Regions from separate parts of the Mus musculus genome. Here region 2 is linked to region 1. The links are chromatin contacts, called in public HiChIP or PLAC-seq maps. All regions are on one chromosome and are shown on one strand. The core of a region is the stretch at or near the end of the contact, and the rest is flanking DNA. Distances in the headings are between cores, read along the strand shown.

What was found. HiChIP or PLAC-seq counts read pairs in DNA pulled down with a chosen protein or histone mark.
Region 2: a contact with region 1 is called in a CTCF HiChIP or PLAC-seq map of the NIH/3T3 cell line, with 28 read pairs. The contact joins the promoter of 4632427E13Rik here to the enhancer-like site in region 1. A contact is called at or near these places in 5 of 39 promoter capture datasets (the C10 cell line, liver, macrophages and 2 more), 1 of 15 datasets of contacts at CTCF or cohesin (the NIH/3T3 cell line), 2 of 484 Hi-C or Micro-C datasets (bone marrow-derived macrophages and nephron progenitors), 7 of 115 datasets of contacts at active chromatin or transcription factors (embryonic fibroblasts, embryonic stem cells, intestinal crypt epithelium and 2 more) and 3 of 9 other capture datasets (adipose tissue, liver and pancreatic islet).

What each region holds. Positions count from the first base shown.
Region 1 is chr7:92,694,806-92,702,562 of GRCm38.p6, forward strand. It overlaps the pseudogene Gm2551. Among named protein-coding and RNA genes, the nearest start is that of Pcf11, 29 kb to the left of the region's middle. Within about 2 kb of position 4,121, at least 43 of the 459 cell types and tissues checked have an H3K27ac peak or open chromatin away from gene starts, as enhancers often do. A contact at or near this core is called in the NIH/3T3 cell line, bone marrow-derived macrophages and intestinal villus epithelium, where this site is marked.
Region 2 is chr7:92,738,677-92,746,433 of GRCm38.p6, forward strand. It overlaps 4632427E13Rik (RIKEN cDNA 4632427E13 gene), which reads right to left and starts at 2,783. Exons shown (of 2, transcript NR_015510.1): 1 at 2,386-2,783; 2 at 2,030-2,300. It overlaps Rab30 (RAB30, member RAS oncogene family), which reads left to right and starts at 3,038. Exons shown (of 5, transcript NM_029494.2): 1 at 3,038-3,166.

The DNA of each region.
Region 1 (7,757 bases), core at 2,871-5,370:
TTTGACCTACATACACACACACACACACACACACACACACACACACACACACACACACAAATAAATGCAATACGTTTTAAAAAGAATATTAACTTTGTCTATTGCATGTTGTGAAGTGGGTTGGTCTGATGCTGCTTGTATTCAAACGCTAAATTCTGTACCCCAAGATCTGGGTGCTCCAAGATGAGGAGCTTCTCATGTAGAACAGCTTTTGTTGTATAAACTTTATCCCTCAAATTATGCATGGTTGGTTCATAAAGATGCCTACAGCCTGTAGCTGAGCAGAAGAGAAGTAGGTAGGGCTTCATTCCCCAGGCTTGGGGCCCGAGGCAGAGACCACAAGGGAGAGAGAGGAGGAAGAAGGAAGATTGCCATGGTAGGTAGACTGTGAGCACATGGACATGAGGGCTGTCCAGTTGGAATAGGAGTGGCCAAGGAAGAATATGGTTAGTGATCTCTCAGGGTTATTGACAGAGAAGGAGACAAAATGACATAGAGGGTTGATATCTGCCCAGCTCTAGTGCTTTATATAAATATAATGGTTTTGTGTCTTTTATTTGTAAATTAAATGATGTAAGGTGGGGTAGAGACCCCCAAATAATATTTACTGCAACAATGCTGTGCTTTTCTACACCCATTTGTTTTGTTTAGACTCCAGTTTTACATGAAGCTTTTCACTCTTATGTAAGCCAAGCTTCTGGACTTTTCCTTTGTTTCTGTCTTTTGCGTTCTTCCCTTTGACAAGGCCTGTTCCATCCCAAGATTGGCTATTATCTCATCTGCTGGCTGGAGTTTGAAGAAGAGAAAGGATGTGAGTTGACCCAGAGGAGAGAAGGGGTTGGGCTTTCAAGGCAGATTGGATGACCAGGCAGGACAGTTAGAAGCAGCAAGGAAGACCAGAGAAATTTGATAATGTGGGTCCAGGAAAGTTAGACAGGGAGAAAGAAGATAGGGTTTGGAGTTTTGAGAGTGGGGCCATAGAGCTGATTATTGATTGTCCAACAGAAAATATAGGTTTATTGCAGCTGGTCTCATAAGAGAATCCCATTTGGGAAATGAACACCACATAAGGATAGGTTTGCTAGGCATTGAACAAATGCAGGGACCTGAAAGAGGTAGGGTGCTGCAACCCGGGCCCCGGGTGATGACATATTCAATTGGGACTGCTGGCTAGAGAAGTGAAATGGAGGAGGCAGAGCCAAAATAAATGTTCCTGTAATCAAAATCACGGAACAACTGCAACAAGAACAAATCCAGGCTTTACAACCTACACTGAGAGGCACTCAAAAGAAAAGAGGCTAAAGAGGTTGCAAAAGGATGTGAGGCTTCAGTTTCAGTGGCGGCAGCAGGGAGGTTTGTGAGAACAGACTGATTTCAAGAAAGATGCAACAGGAACAAGGAAACCTAAGCACAGCGTCTGATGCTCTGATTGCAAGGGGATGCCCACAAGCCAACCCAGAGTCAAGGGGAGAGCAACTCCCCGGATATATGTCCGAAACTTGAGATTGAGCTGGAACCCCCGGGGGGCCATGATGCTTCTCCCCCAGTTCGTGACTCTAAGCCAAGGCCGCTAGTGGAAGGGAGAAAAGGCAGCTTTCTTTCTCCTTAGGAATGCTTGAGGATGGACCAATTAATGAAGACAGAGCCTTAAAAGGCATAATTCTGGTAAATGACAACCTCCTTGTCCAAGTTAGTGCTGGGGGTGAGACCTTGTGACTGAAGTTGCCAAAACAAACACAGACACTCAGTTGAATTTGAATTTCATATAAACAACAAAAAAGCTTTGGATCAGTCAGCAGCAGTGGTATGTGAAGAAACTGCTGCCCTGGGCAACTGCTTGTAGTGGCCTAAGGAATTCTATTCAGTGACCTCTAGTCACTTGAAGCCAGGATCCATGTTCACATGCGCTCACTCGCTCTCTCTCGCCCTCCCTCTCTCTCTCTCTCCCTCTCCCTCTCTCTCTCTCTCTCTCATTTATTGTTATTATCATCATTATTACTATTCATTTGTTTTAGCTTTTTCAAGGTAGGATTTCCCTGTGTAGCCCTGGCTGTCCTGGAACTCACTGTGTAGTCCAATCTGATGTTTGAACTCAGAGATCTGTCTGCCTCTGCCTTCAGAGTGCTGGGATTAAAAATGTGTGTCACCACTGCCCAGTATATTTATTATTATTATTATTATTATTATTATTATTATTATTATTATTAGTGTGTGTGCCTATGTGCCCAAGGAGGTTAGAAGCATCAGATCCCTGCAGCAATCATGAACTACCCAATGTGGGTGCTGGGTATTAAACTTGGGTTCCCTGAAAGAATAGTACCAGCTTGTAATCACTTAAAATCTCTTAAGCCCCAGGCCAGGGTTCTTCTCTGCCATGGAAAAGAACTTCAGGATAGGCCAGGTACAGTTGAAGTTTACAGAGAGGAGATTTTTAAATATCTACTTAAGCATGAAGAGTATTAGAAAGAGGGAGGAAAGCATAAGACGGAGTCCAGGTTTCATGTGGGCTTCTCAAAAACAGCCATGACTATCTTAGCATTCGTCACATACACAAGTTTGGTGGCCTTCAAGTTACATATGAAAGAGAAAAGAAACTTTCTTCTCTTTTTCCCCATCTTATAACAATGGATTATGGGATGACTTTAGTAGTGCCTTAGTCAGGATTTCAATATGAAAAGGTAAAAAGACAGGCGTTGTGAGAATGCTGAGACATGGCTTTTCCTATGATGGGACTTCCTGTGAGACTCCTTAGAAAATTACAGGTCTACAGCTGGGGAAAGAGATGAGGGATGACTAGGCCTCCATTGCTACTTCAAATTATCATTAAAATCAGCTCTACATAAAAAGAATATCATCCCTGTATAGGCGAAGTTCACAGAAAATTTTAATTGTGCTGGACTTCTTTTTTAAAAAAGAAACATTATTTATTTGTGTGTGTGCGCACAAACACATGAATTCCCACATGTGTTACACGTGATTTCAGATCCCATGAAGCTGGAGTTACAATTAGTTGTCATCTGTCTGATGTGGTTCTGAGAACTATACTCGGGTCCTCTGTAAAGAGCAGTAAGTAATCTTACCTGCAGAGCCACCTCTCCATGCTGGTGATCCTTGGTGAGTCCAAGTAGACTCAAGGGTGGGGACTCCCTTCTCTTCTCACACCCCTTTAATGTTCCCTGTCTTTCTGTCTTGTCTCATTGTGCATATAACCCACATCTGCTGTTGGGATGCGTTCCCCGTACTCATGAGACAGAAACAAAGAGGATCTTTGCTAATTCAAGAAATTCACGATGAATTTCAGGTCAGCCAGGGCCACTAGCAAGTTCTTGTCCCAAACAAAACAAAACAAAACAAAACAAAACAGACAAACAAACAAACAAACCGTCCCACAAACAGAGAAAAACAAGAGATCAAAATGTTCTATGGGACCAAAGAGCTGCTGTTTCTCTGATATATTCAAATATGACTTTGCCCTCTATATGGGAGATTGTTGAAGTCTCTCAAGCTATTATAGTTGTACTAGAGATTGCTGAAATTTGGGAGGTGAAGACAGAAGGAAATGTCAACTTCCTAAGGAAGAGAAGCTACCAATAAAGTAAGAAGAAACATGATATAAAAGAGTTTATCAACTTGTTTTGTTTTTCCAGACATGGTCTCACCAAGTCCTGATTGGCCAGGCTAGCCTCAAACTCATAGAGATCTGCTGGGGCGCTGGGATCTGTTTTGAGTGTTACAGTACCTGGCCCCAACTGGACACTTTGGGGATATTCTGCCAGAAACTTAGAATGAGTCTGAAAGTAATTCCTCTAAGCCAACCATCAAACAAAGATGGTGTGGGAAGAGAGGCTAGAGAAGTGGAATGGAGGAGCATTCCACTGTGGGAAATGAGCAGGCACTAAGAACAGACTCTCTGGTGAACGTGTCACCTCTCACATGGCTGTATGTTTGCTTCACAAAGTAATTTCCACCAAGTTGAGAGCTTCCCTCCTGGAAGGAGGAAGAAGGCCCACAGGACTCACAAAGCTCCAATGACTCAGGAAGCTCCGAGGGTTACAGGTCTCATAAGGCTCCTCCCCTGTGGCTATATATTAGTGGCAAACAATTGCTGGGAGCACTGACTCTTAAGTCAGCTGACCTGTATGCAGCACCGGAGCTTTGTCACTCATCCAGGGGAGGAGCTTTTCAGTGGTGTGGATCTCTGAGTCACCATGGTCCTGTAAGGAAACCCAGTAAACTCACCGGGTCACCGAGCTAGACTTAGTCTCTTCTCATTGGGTGAATAGACACATGACAAGTGGTGAGACGGGCTACCTTCCACAGCCTGAAATATGCTCCAGTAATCTGTGGGCTGGAATTCCAGGCTCTCTAACAATTCAAAATGCAGAAACAGATACCACCATTTTTGGGGGATGGGTGGAGGTAGGGATTTAATCTCCTAAATATAATAGGCCTGTATAATATATTGTGATAGTTAACACACCATATAAGTTAGAATGTTCTTCATCAAGTGGGTGAAATCTAGCACATTAGTGCCTGTTCAGGTGTAGGTTATTTTGGCAAATATTGTTTCTATTTGGGCCTAATGTGTGTGGCAGTGTGTAGTGTACCCAAGGCATTGGAAGCCAGCAGCTTGCTGAGGACTGGGCCAACATTCTGCAAGGCCCTGGAGGTGTTTGTTCTGCCATCTTAATAATGTGGTCTAAGACAACATAACCTGTCAGATAAGTCAGAGAGACACTGCCCACAGGCAGCTATGTACAACCTTGACTTTAACTCCAGCAAGCAACACTACAGGCATTACTCAGCCACAGAGAATAAGTCCAAGGTGAACCTCTGGACCATTCAGAACATCACCCAGCTCGTGAAGGTTCTTAGGGAGTATTCCTAGTGGCTATAGAGAGGCAACTACCACTGCTGTTAAGGTAAGCTGGTCTTTCAGCAGCATCAATAGCACAGTCACCCTGTACAGCTTTTTACAGCTCCTTGGCCACTTACTGAACCACAGTGACCTCAAGTACCAAGAGATTCTTAAGAAGAACGAAGAGACCCTATAGAACAAGGCCATCACTCCCTACAAGGAGCACAATGGTAGGGTATGGACCTGACCTCAGCCGACCATTGGCTGAGTTTTAATGAGAGGCTAGTTGTCACAGGACACCCAGGGCTCTCAGTTACCACAGACTGCTTAGCACTTCAGGGCACCTTAGCACATTGTGGCATTACTAATTGATCTTGTCAGATTCTTGAAAGTCTATTGAAGGCTATTTCTTTTCCATCTAGATCCTTTTATGTGAGAACCAAGATTGCTTTCTTACAGGATGTCTTATGGACGATGACAACTCAACAACATACCTGATGCTACATCCAGCTGCCTATCAGCGGTGGCAGGCAGGCTGAGTGCAGCCCATGTTGCTCTGTGAACTGATACCTGCCCATTCCTTGGGGGTGTATGTTTCCATTTTTACAGGGATTCAGAACTTCACTTTTCACCAAACACTAACTCATCTTTCTCTTGAGATTACAAAAATGAACTAAATTGAGGATGCAGGGTGTGGGGGGCAGGAGGAAAAGAAAATGGGGAAGCGGAAAAGGAGAAGGCATTTCTGGGTTAATGACTCTATTTAGCTTCAAGAAGCATCTATAGTTCAAAGGAAGTAGCAATCAATGGAAGACCACACATTAATTAAATAACAGGGGGTTGGGGCAAGCCTTGAGTCACTCCAACGTTCTTTCTGGATACCCCAGAGCTGCTGTGAGCAGCTCTCTTGAAACAAGCCAATTATATACTTGAGATAAGGAAGACTCATGGTATCTTCTGGGAAAAAATGCTGAACAGGATTGTTTTTCTCCAGATCTCTTTCCTTCAAGTTCTTAAATTCCTTATTAGAAGGAGTTCTTCTGCTAGAAAAGGTACAAGTGAGTTTGGGGGACCAGGATGAAAAACATTCCTTGCTGGTAGACCTTGGACTGTTGTGGAGAACTTCCTCCTGTCATCTTCCCTTCCAGCTGCAGGTCAGCAGCCTGGTATTGGACATGTTTGGTGCTGAGGTGTTGGGGCCCCGACGGCCCACTTGATAGGAATCCTGGTCCCTTACCTTAGAGCCCTTTTTCCAGTGCGGGACTATTACAGGGCCAGGAACTAAAGGGCCCACTATTGTTTTTTAAAGCATGCCAACAATTTATAAAGGGTAGTAATTCATACTATATCTCTCACTGTTAAAAAAAAAAAAAGAATGTTGGGAATTATTATATTTCAGATGGGGAACCCAAATCTCAAACATGATAAATCACTAGATCAAGTTTACATTACCTAAAAGTGTTCAGATCAGGACTTGGGGCTTATGTTTTTCTAATCCTAAATTATTCCTTCTCTGATTCAATACTGTTTGCCTTTTAAACAACTTGTTGTAAACATACCAAAAAAATCTGTTTTGGGAATCATTTGGGACCCCTTGGACATAAGAAATTATTGTCAAGGGGTATGACCCCTATGCCTTGCCATCTTTTTCTGGTCATAAAAACTATGCACTAAACATATACATCATTGTGACAAATAATTTATACTAACCATCTAATCATCACTATGATCATATGTACATGAGTATGTGTCAATACATAGTTTTGTGTGTGTGTGTGTGTGTGTTTGTGCGTGCGCGCGTGCGCATGTTTGTGTGACTTGCTCAGTCTCATATGCCAGTAATCTATTAGATTAGAATGTTAGCATTCTGAAGGCTGGAGGGTTAGCTCATCAGTTAAGAACACTGGCCGTTCTTGCAGAGGACCCAGTCTGGATTCCTAGAATGCACAAGATAGCTCACAACTGTCTGAAAATCTGATTCTAAAAGAACGGGAGCCCCTTTCTGGCTTTTTCAGGCACCAAGCATATACATGGTGAACAGACATCTATGCAGGCAAAACATGATATATAAATATAGTCCAACTCAACCCCTAACTCTTCAGTTTCCTCCTTGTATGTGATTTGCCTTTGCTTGCAGGATTCACAAAATGACAGCATGCTTTCACTTAAAACAAATTTATTAATTACTGGCATACAACGGTTAGGTTCCATTGCAGTATATTTCAAGTAAAATTTGGTTTTTGTTGTTTCTCCTTCTTCTTTCTCCTCATTCCCTCATTAAAACAACAGTATTATGATTCTCTAACAACTCCGACATTTGGGATTTGTTTTACTGTTGACCAAGAACAAACATTTGCAAATTAACCTTTCTCTTAAAGGTACCTATTTTTTTTTATTATTATGTGTACGAGTGTTTTGGGTAAATGTATATTTGTGTACTATCTGCATGCCTGGTACACTCAGAGGCCAGAAAAGGATGTTGAATCCCTTGGAACTAGAGTTAGCTGGTGTGTGGGTGGGTGCTGGGAATCAAACCCAGGTCCTTGGGAAGAAAAGCCAGTGCTCTTTACTGCTGGGCCATCTCTTCTGCCCCTTAAAATTAACTTCTAAATTCATTCTATTCTGCTTTTTGTTTGTTTGTTTGTTTTTTGTTTTTTGAGACAGGGTCTCTCTGTGTTGCCCTAGCTGACCTGGAACTCACTCGGTAGACCAGGCTGGCCTCGAACTCAGAAATCCACCTGCCTCTGCCTCCCAGGTGCTGGGATTAAAGGCACGTGCCACTACTGCCCGGCTTCTATTTCTGCTTAAGGTCAAAACATGACTGTTGAAAGTAACATACTTTCCAAAGCTTAGTTGTGAATTCTTTCAGGCTTTCAACATGTTCTTTTATACAGCAACT
Region 2 (7,757 bases), core at 1,533-4,032, 43 kb after region 1:
ACGTAATTGCCAGTAACCTATGTTACAAAATAGTATGTTTCCAGTAAAGGCCACTTAGTACATACAAGGAACATGCTATTTACTTACAGTATTGCAACTGTAATTGAAGTACTCTAAGATATTACCCACAATAAGCTTTGTATTACCACTTTAGAAGGCAAAAATCCTTCCCCAATTATTTCCTTATACTTACAAGCATGGTTTTGCATTTTTTTGTTGTTGTTTGTTTGTTTTTTGTATAATTGTGTTGATTGCCCAAACTCTGAGCAAACTAAAACCCATTGGACTGCACCCTTTATGTAGGTGAAGGGCATATGTGAATTTCATTTCAATAAAGCTGCGTATAAAAAAAGAGATACAACTCAGGATTACAGTTTATAACAAGACCATATACACACACACAGCATCATCAAAAATTCTTAAAGACTATGAATGTATACCTACTTACATAAATGGTTACAGTTGAGCATCTCTGCATACCTAAATTTCTGGAAATGGCTATATTCATTAACACATATAGTTTATCAGCATATATCCTTGCAAAGACATGTTTTCTAGTGCCCTTTAATTATCCGAGCCTGCTAAAATCTGAGAAATAAGATGGTAAGATAAAGCTTGCTTTTCTAGATGGCCATTAATTAATATAAATCTGATGTCATTTAGATTTCAAATTTTGAGAGACAGTTGTTCCATTTACCTTAAGCCATGCAGGAAATCCAGCAGCAAAAATCTACGTGAAAGAACGCCTAAACTACGAAAAATTTTAGTTTTTTTATTATCCAAAATGAAGTAAAGATTTGCTCCGAGGGGGACAAAAACCCCTAAAAACTCCCCAAACCATATTTGGCAAATCTAATGGTGTGCCTATCTGTGCCAACTTGAAGAAATGGGGAGTATGGTATTTACCATAATCAAAGAGGAGGTCTTAAAGATACTTTTTTTTTTTTCTGGTAAAATGTTTTCCCTTAACTTTCTAAATATGGAATTTTTTTCCTGTGAAAGTTGAGACTTAATTTTTAGTCTTTCTAAAGACACTGATATTTTTTCCATGCATTTATGGTTGACTACCCACTATAGAGAAGGCTAAAATACTTCAAAGTACTCAATCACGTACAAATTATAGAAGCCATTACATTATATCACCCCCATTTTCCACACTATTTTCACCCATCCTGTTATTTTCTTTCAATAAATCAGTCTTCCACATAACTCAAACGAAGGTTACTGCTCATATAAACAAAGATTCATTAGCTTGAACCATTTCTACATTTCCATCAAAGGACAGAAAGAAAATGGTAGCTATTGGTTCCTTCTGGTACTTACCAACATTACAAGCAGAAGAGCGTAGTATTTCTGAGGCTTCACGTTGCTGAATCCACAAGAATGGCATCTGCCACTTCTGTGGCTGCTTCTCACACCACAAGCCAATCTTTGAAAAAACGTCCTTTTTAAGTACCATCATCTCCATATATCTTTGAAGGTTCCTGTTGTGTTTTGGAAATTTAAAAAGCAGCCTGCCTAGCTTTTTGAAAGGAAGACCTACTGGAACTTTATTAATTTCTAACAGAGGCACCGTATATATTTTCACTGATGCAAACAGACCAGTGCTAGGGATACAATCCAGGGTCTTGACTGTGCTGTGGGAATCCTCACCACCGAGCTAGCCATCTCCTTCGAAAAGCTCAGGAGGGGAAAAATAAAACACTCAAATTACGCATATCAGCATTTTTAACTTTTCAGAGACCCTCAGTAGGTCTTTTGGCATCTTTCTATAGTGAACTTCAGAACCTGAAAAACAAACACACAGTACTGTTTGAGTTACTGGAGAAAAGGTGTTGAGATGCTGAGCAAATAGGCTCAAAAGTTCTTTAAGTATTCTGAATGTATTTTCATCGGTAAGGGTACCAAGTGGTTAAGGGAAGGGGATGATGTGTTAACTAACGTTATCTGCACGAAGATGTCACAACAAAACACATTATTTTGCACAATATAGGTAACAAAAGAAAAGGGAAGTTTTCCACAGTTATCAACTTCGAATATACGCAGTATTTTAGCACAGTTCATTTAGCGTTAGTCGAGAAAGACTGCTCACTTGCAGTCCCTTTTCAATGTCGTTTACGTTCGCTGGTGGGGTAAGAAAGGTTAGGTGCTAACTTCTTTTGGTAGATCCTTCCTTTGTCAGTTTCAGGGCCAAGCTCCACAACCCTTCGCGATCACATTATCTAGCAAAGGATTTCTTTGAGGCCCTTTGCAATTCACGACCGAACGAAAATTCAGTGGTGGGAGCAGGGGTCTGACACCTGAGGAAATGATCATGAGGGATTAAGAAAAATGACAAGGCAAAAAATAAATAAATAAAAATAACCTAGGTTTAGCTCCACTCACAGGGTGCACGCGAGCTTTTCGTCTTACAGGCGCGAGGCCCGTCGTCCCGAGTCCCCACACCACAACAAAGACACATTTTGCCCAGAGAGTCTCCCCAGGAAGTCTAAGGGTTTCTCCACGCTCAGTAAAGCGACTCCCTGTGTCCCGGGGTGGCGAGGCCTTGTGCAACCCCAGCGGGTTGCGGTTCACTCCGACTCGCGATGGCATTTCTGGCTCGACAGCCCTGAAGGTCCCCAGTGTAGCCTCCGTTCAGTCCTAGCCGGTGCGCGAGGCTATCAAGTTCTACATCCTAGCCTCACCATTCTCACCATGCCACCTTTCGGCTCCACGAGCCCCTCGAAACCTCGGCTCGCCGCAGCTCCAGGGCTCCAACATGGCGGCCGGTCCAGTTCTTCTCTGGGCGCTCTGACCAGAGCATCCTGGGTATTGTAGTTCCAGCTGTAGCCTCTACGTCGCTCCCGGACTTCAAAGGACTACAGATCCCAGAGTGCACAGCTCTGGAGCATGGCTATTGGGGCCGCTCGGACAGAGGGATGATGTCATTGCAAAACCCTACTGCATTCATTGTGCTACGGTCTATCCACCCCCCGCCCCCCCGCTGCTGCTGCTGGGCTCGCTATTGCCGCTCGCTCCAGCTGAGCCCTGAGTAGCAGCAGGACCAGGGCAGGGACTGACTCCAGTCCTTGGACTTAGGACACCGCAGCACCTTCTCTTGCGTGCGTGACTCATTCGTATATCATTTCTTTTTATGCCTGGGGTGGGGAGAAAAATCCCAAACCAGGTGAGTTGAAGTGATTTATTCAAATCGTTTTCCCAAGTTATCCCTCCCGCTTAGTTCTCAAGGCTTTCTTTTGAGAAGATGGGGCCGGGAATGGGGGTATGGATTCGGGAGGTTCTCACCGGCGCTGCTAAGAGCTAAATAGCTCTGTGCAATTTGGGTCACTGCAAAGAACAACTCCTGCAACCTGCCCCCGCCAGAGGACTGGTGCCTGCCAATTTCCTTGCTTCAACTCCCTTTAACCTTTTTAAGGCTAGGAGAGGGGGCTGGGCTGGGAAGGATGTTGGGAAGTGCACTTGGAAAACACGAGGAGGGCAAAGGTGGGGGACTGCAGTCCTGTCATTCCACGACCCCAGTGCTGAGGTTTGAGTGGGAAAGGGTGATGTGTGGGGAGAAATGGAGACAGTAATTTAATGTGGCCGTACTTCTTGAGAACATTTGTGTCGCTTGGACTAGCACACACTATTTTTAAGATGAGCAGGTTTCTCTTGAGTCGCTTAAGTTTCGTAGGGCTTTATTTTATGTTTGTATGTTTGTGTCGTTTGTCTCGCCTTTTCCTGCTGATTTGAGGTGACAGTGTCCTTTAATGGTGCACTCCGTGCCAGTCAGAAATATTTCACGTGTCTAGGGAAGGATCTCTTCGGCTGCTAGAAGCTGCATTTTTGTTAAGCGTTTTCATTTTTTTGTGTTCTCCCGACTGCGGGATTCGGGATGGTTTGGAAGTAGAATTTGTGCTTGTGTGAGTGTTTTAAATTACATCGCGATAGGCTCTTGCCACTGACAATGGTACTGTAACAAGCTGCCGTTTCTGAGGCTTAGTCTCCACTCAGAAATAACGGTTTGCAGACGGAATCGATTAGGAACCTGGGTGCTTTCTTGTTCTTTTTCTTTTTAACACTTTAGGGGAAGGAAAAGTTGAATGTTGTGTCACCCCGTTACTGGACTTTAATGAAAGGTATCCAAGGACAGAGAACCTGACCTGGGAAACTAGGGAGCGTGGTAGTGTGCTGTTTGTTTGAATTTTGTTTTCCAACGAACTGACACGTTTAATAAGGCAGGCAACATTCTGACTTGTATGATGCTGGCTCTCCTCTTAAGAGTTACAGGGATGAACGCTGCAATAAATATGTTCCTTTGAGATAAACAGCTGGCTGGCTCCGGAACAGATGGGGCCAGTCTTAGCTGAGAGATATACAACCTTGGAAATGAATGGACTTTGGGTCAACCACACCCCCTTTAGGAATGTCAAAAGAAGGAGAACCGCCAGAGTATTTGCTTAACTCCAAAAGGCTAAAGCTTTTTTCACAGCCTCTGCCAGCTTTAGAGGAAAAGTCATTTACTGTCTGTCTTTCGCTTCTGGGAACCAATTTTATTCATTTTTAATTGAGATGCTCAGGTCTCCAAAGTTGGAGCTGCTGGGTGACACTTTGTTAAATGCTTCATGTTACCGAATGCAAAGGACAGCTTTGTAAGTGGAGGGATTTATTGGGAGCGCAGCGGGTAGTGGTTAGATTTGGGGGAAAACCAGCACGCTGTATTTGCTTCTTCCTACAGCTCTGTAATAGCACTCTGCCCTTCTCTTCTGTGCCCTTCTTTCTTTCCCTACCCAATTCTCATCTCTTCAGATTCCGTTTCCCCTCCCCCTAGTCTATTTGTAGTAAATACTGCCCTTTCTCTTTGAGGATTTCCCCTGTGGCAGGAGAGTATCACATCTCTTTTTCTAAGTCACTTTCCAGTCTCTGCACACCGCCCTCCACACCTTCATCCTGCCGTCCTGGAAGGAACCCTGGAGTTAGAGGATGTAGGCTATGTGTGAATCTTTACTCAGAGTCCTCTTTGAAGAGGTACTGGTATTTTTACCCCCCCCCCCCCTTGGAATCTGTGCTTGGTAGGGTGACACCAGCGAGCCCCCACCCAGGGCTGGGATTGTGCTTTCCATGGCAGACATAACCTGGGCCCGGGAGCATGTGGACAATGACATGCAGGCCTGGGACTCTTCCTTTCCATGGCACTGCTCAGTCCCATGGTTCAGCCAAAATGCTTTACACAAAATGCTCTTGTCATTCCCAAAGTAGTCTTGAGTAGCTTCTGCTTCATGTAGTATTTGTGTTTCTTCCCTGTTCCAGGGAGTGGTGGGAAAACAGTGGATCCCCTGAACCTGATGCTGAGTAACAGCAGTACAGGCAGGCAAACTGCGTTTTATTTTGAAGGTAGTTAGAATCCTTGCCATTTTGTCTTCTCTGTGGAAGAAAGAAGTTTGTTGTTCTATGCTGCTCTCCCCAAGACATGGGTGTGGTGGCAGCTATATCTTCTTTTTTCTTAACCAGGAATTTAAAGGCCATTGTCCATTTGAAGTCTGCCTGGGTGACCGGTGGTGAGACTTCTTTTGTACTACCTTGCTGTACTAATCCCTCTTTCCTGCAATACTCCCTTGCTTCCTGGGGGTGGGGGTGGTTCAGTGGGAGGAGGAATGAGATGAAGATTAGATGTCACTGCTGTCCTTATGACTTTCAAGAGCTGCAAGTTTCTTTCTGCCTCAGTTTGTCTATCTACAAAGGGACACTCGGGGTGTCTACAAAGGGACACCAACCTTTGCTTCTTGGTTTCCTTGGCTTTTTGCTACAATCCTCCATGGTAAAGCCTGAAACTTACTCCAACAGCAAATATGTCAGTTGAGCAGGTATTGTGTGATAAGCTCTGTGGTGCATCAAGGAAGAGAAATGTTCCCCCTGCATTGAGGTATTCCAAGTGTCTTGCATGCTTCTTCCCGGGGGTTTGCAAGATGGGATGAAAGTGCCCAATATGACTGTTCCCTTTTCTGGTGTAACCAGGGAAGGTTTCCTTTAGGAAGTGGCATTTGAAGGGACTTGAGTGGTCAGAGTTGCTTTGAGTACGGCAATTAGGGTTTGTAGGCAGAAGGAACTGCACATTTGGAGTACCGAGAGGAGTGGTGAGGAGGAGACGGAGCTGGAAGAGGTATGAGAGGCTGGAGCCTGGGCTATTTTGAATGACAAGGTGATTTAGGTCTTTGTCCTCAGGTAATGGCAACTTAGGAAGTACTTTAATTAGCTAGATGAATATCACATGTGGAATTACATTTAAAAACACCCCATGGTTAGGGAGATGGCTCTAGGGTAAACTTGCCATATAAGCCTCAGGACTTGAGTTCAGTCCCTAGAACCCATGGTGGAAGGAGAAGACTGACTTCTAAGAGTTGTCCTCTGACTTCCATATATGTGCTGATGTGTAGGACACACACACACACACACACACACACACCAATAATAAATGACAGATATTTTTAAAAGCTAGAGAAAAAATTGTGAGGAGTGTTTGGCCAAGTAGCATATCGTTTCTGGAGTCATGACCACAGGTGATGACGCTGGACTCAGCGGAGACTGGATAGACACTAGGTTTGAAAATTATAATTGTGTAAATGTATTATTGATTGATTAGATGTGAGACTAGGAAGAAAAAGTAGAATATGGCTTGTGGTTTTTTTTGTTTGTTTGTTTGTTTTTGTTTTTCTTTTTAAGCAATCCAGATGACTTTTACAGAGAAAGAGAAAGCTGATTGGGCACCTGAGTTTGTTCAAGAAGAGGTGGGTAGGGCTCTGGATTCTGTTGAATTTGAGGCTTCTGGAACAATCTAAGATCTTTGTTTTATTCTTCCCATGGTTGTATGGGATGTGGCATGGTAGTCTAAGGAAGAGAGATGTGATGAGGCTAGGATAGGGTACTACTTATTTATTGATGTATAATATTGGGAATGGCATATTCATATTCAAGGTTTAGTTTTCTCATCTATACAATGGGTTTATCCCACAACAGTATACCCAGATGTAGGTGCATCGTGCTATGAATGCGACCTCTCATGAAATAGTGTTTGCTTTCAAGAAATTTCTCTGAAGGGGGAAAGACACATGAACAAATGGAGGGGTGAATCGCAATCCTAGGATATCACAACCCCTCAGGAGGCATTCATTCTTGGAGGGTGGGAATTTAACGATGTGGCCCCTAGCCTTCAGCTCTAGAATTGAAGGCAAGGAACAGCCCTAGGGAGGAGTTCCCAGGCCTTGCACAAATTAGGGACTTTGCATGTTTATTAACTACTAAGGATTCTCTCTCTCTCTCTCTCTCTCTCTCTCTCTCTCTCTCTCTCTCTCTCTTTCTTTCAGATTTATTCATTTATTATGTACATAGTGTGCTGCCTGCATATATGCCTGCACACCAGAAGAGAGTGTCAGATCTCATTATAGATGGTTGTGAGCCACCATGTAGTTGCTGGGAATTGCACTCAGGATCCCTGGAAGAGCAGTCAGTGCTCTCAACCTCTGAACAATCTCTCCAGTCCCTCTAAGGAAACTTTCTAAATAAAGAAAATTTTCAATGTATTGAAAGCTGCAGCTTGTAATAATGAAATGTCAAATGTAAATGGCTGCTAGCAGTTCATTTTCTGAGACTTATATATAGTCTTTGAGATGTTTTGTGGATAAGTTTAGGGAAATCCAGAAGTATTTCAGTTTTGGTTTCTTTTAGGGCTCAGCTTCCTAAATTCAAATTAGTTTCCCCAAAATCATTCTAACGACCAATAA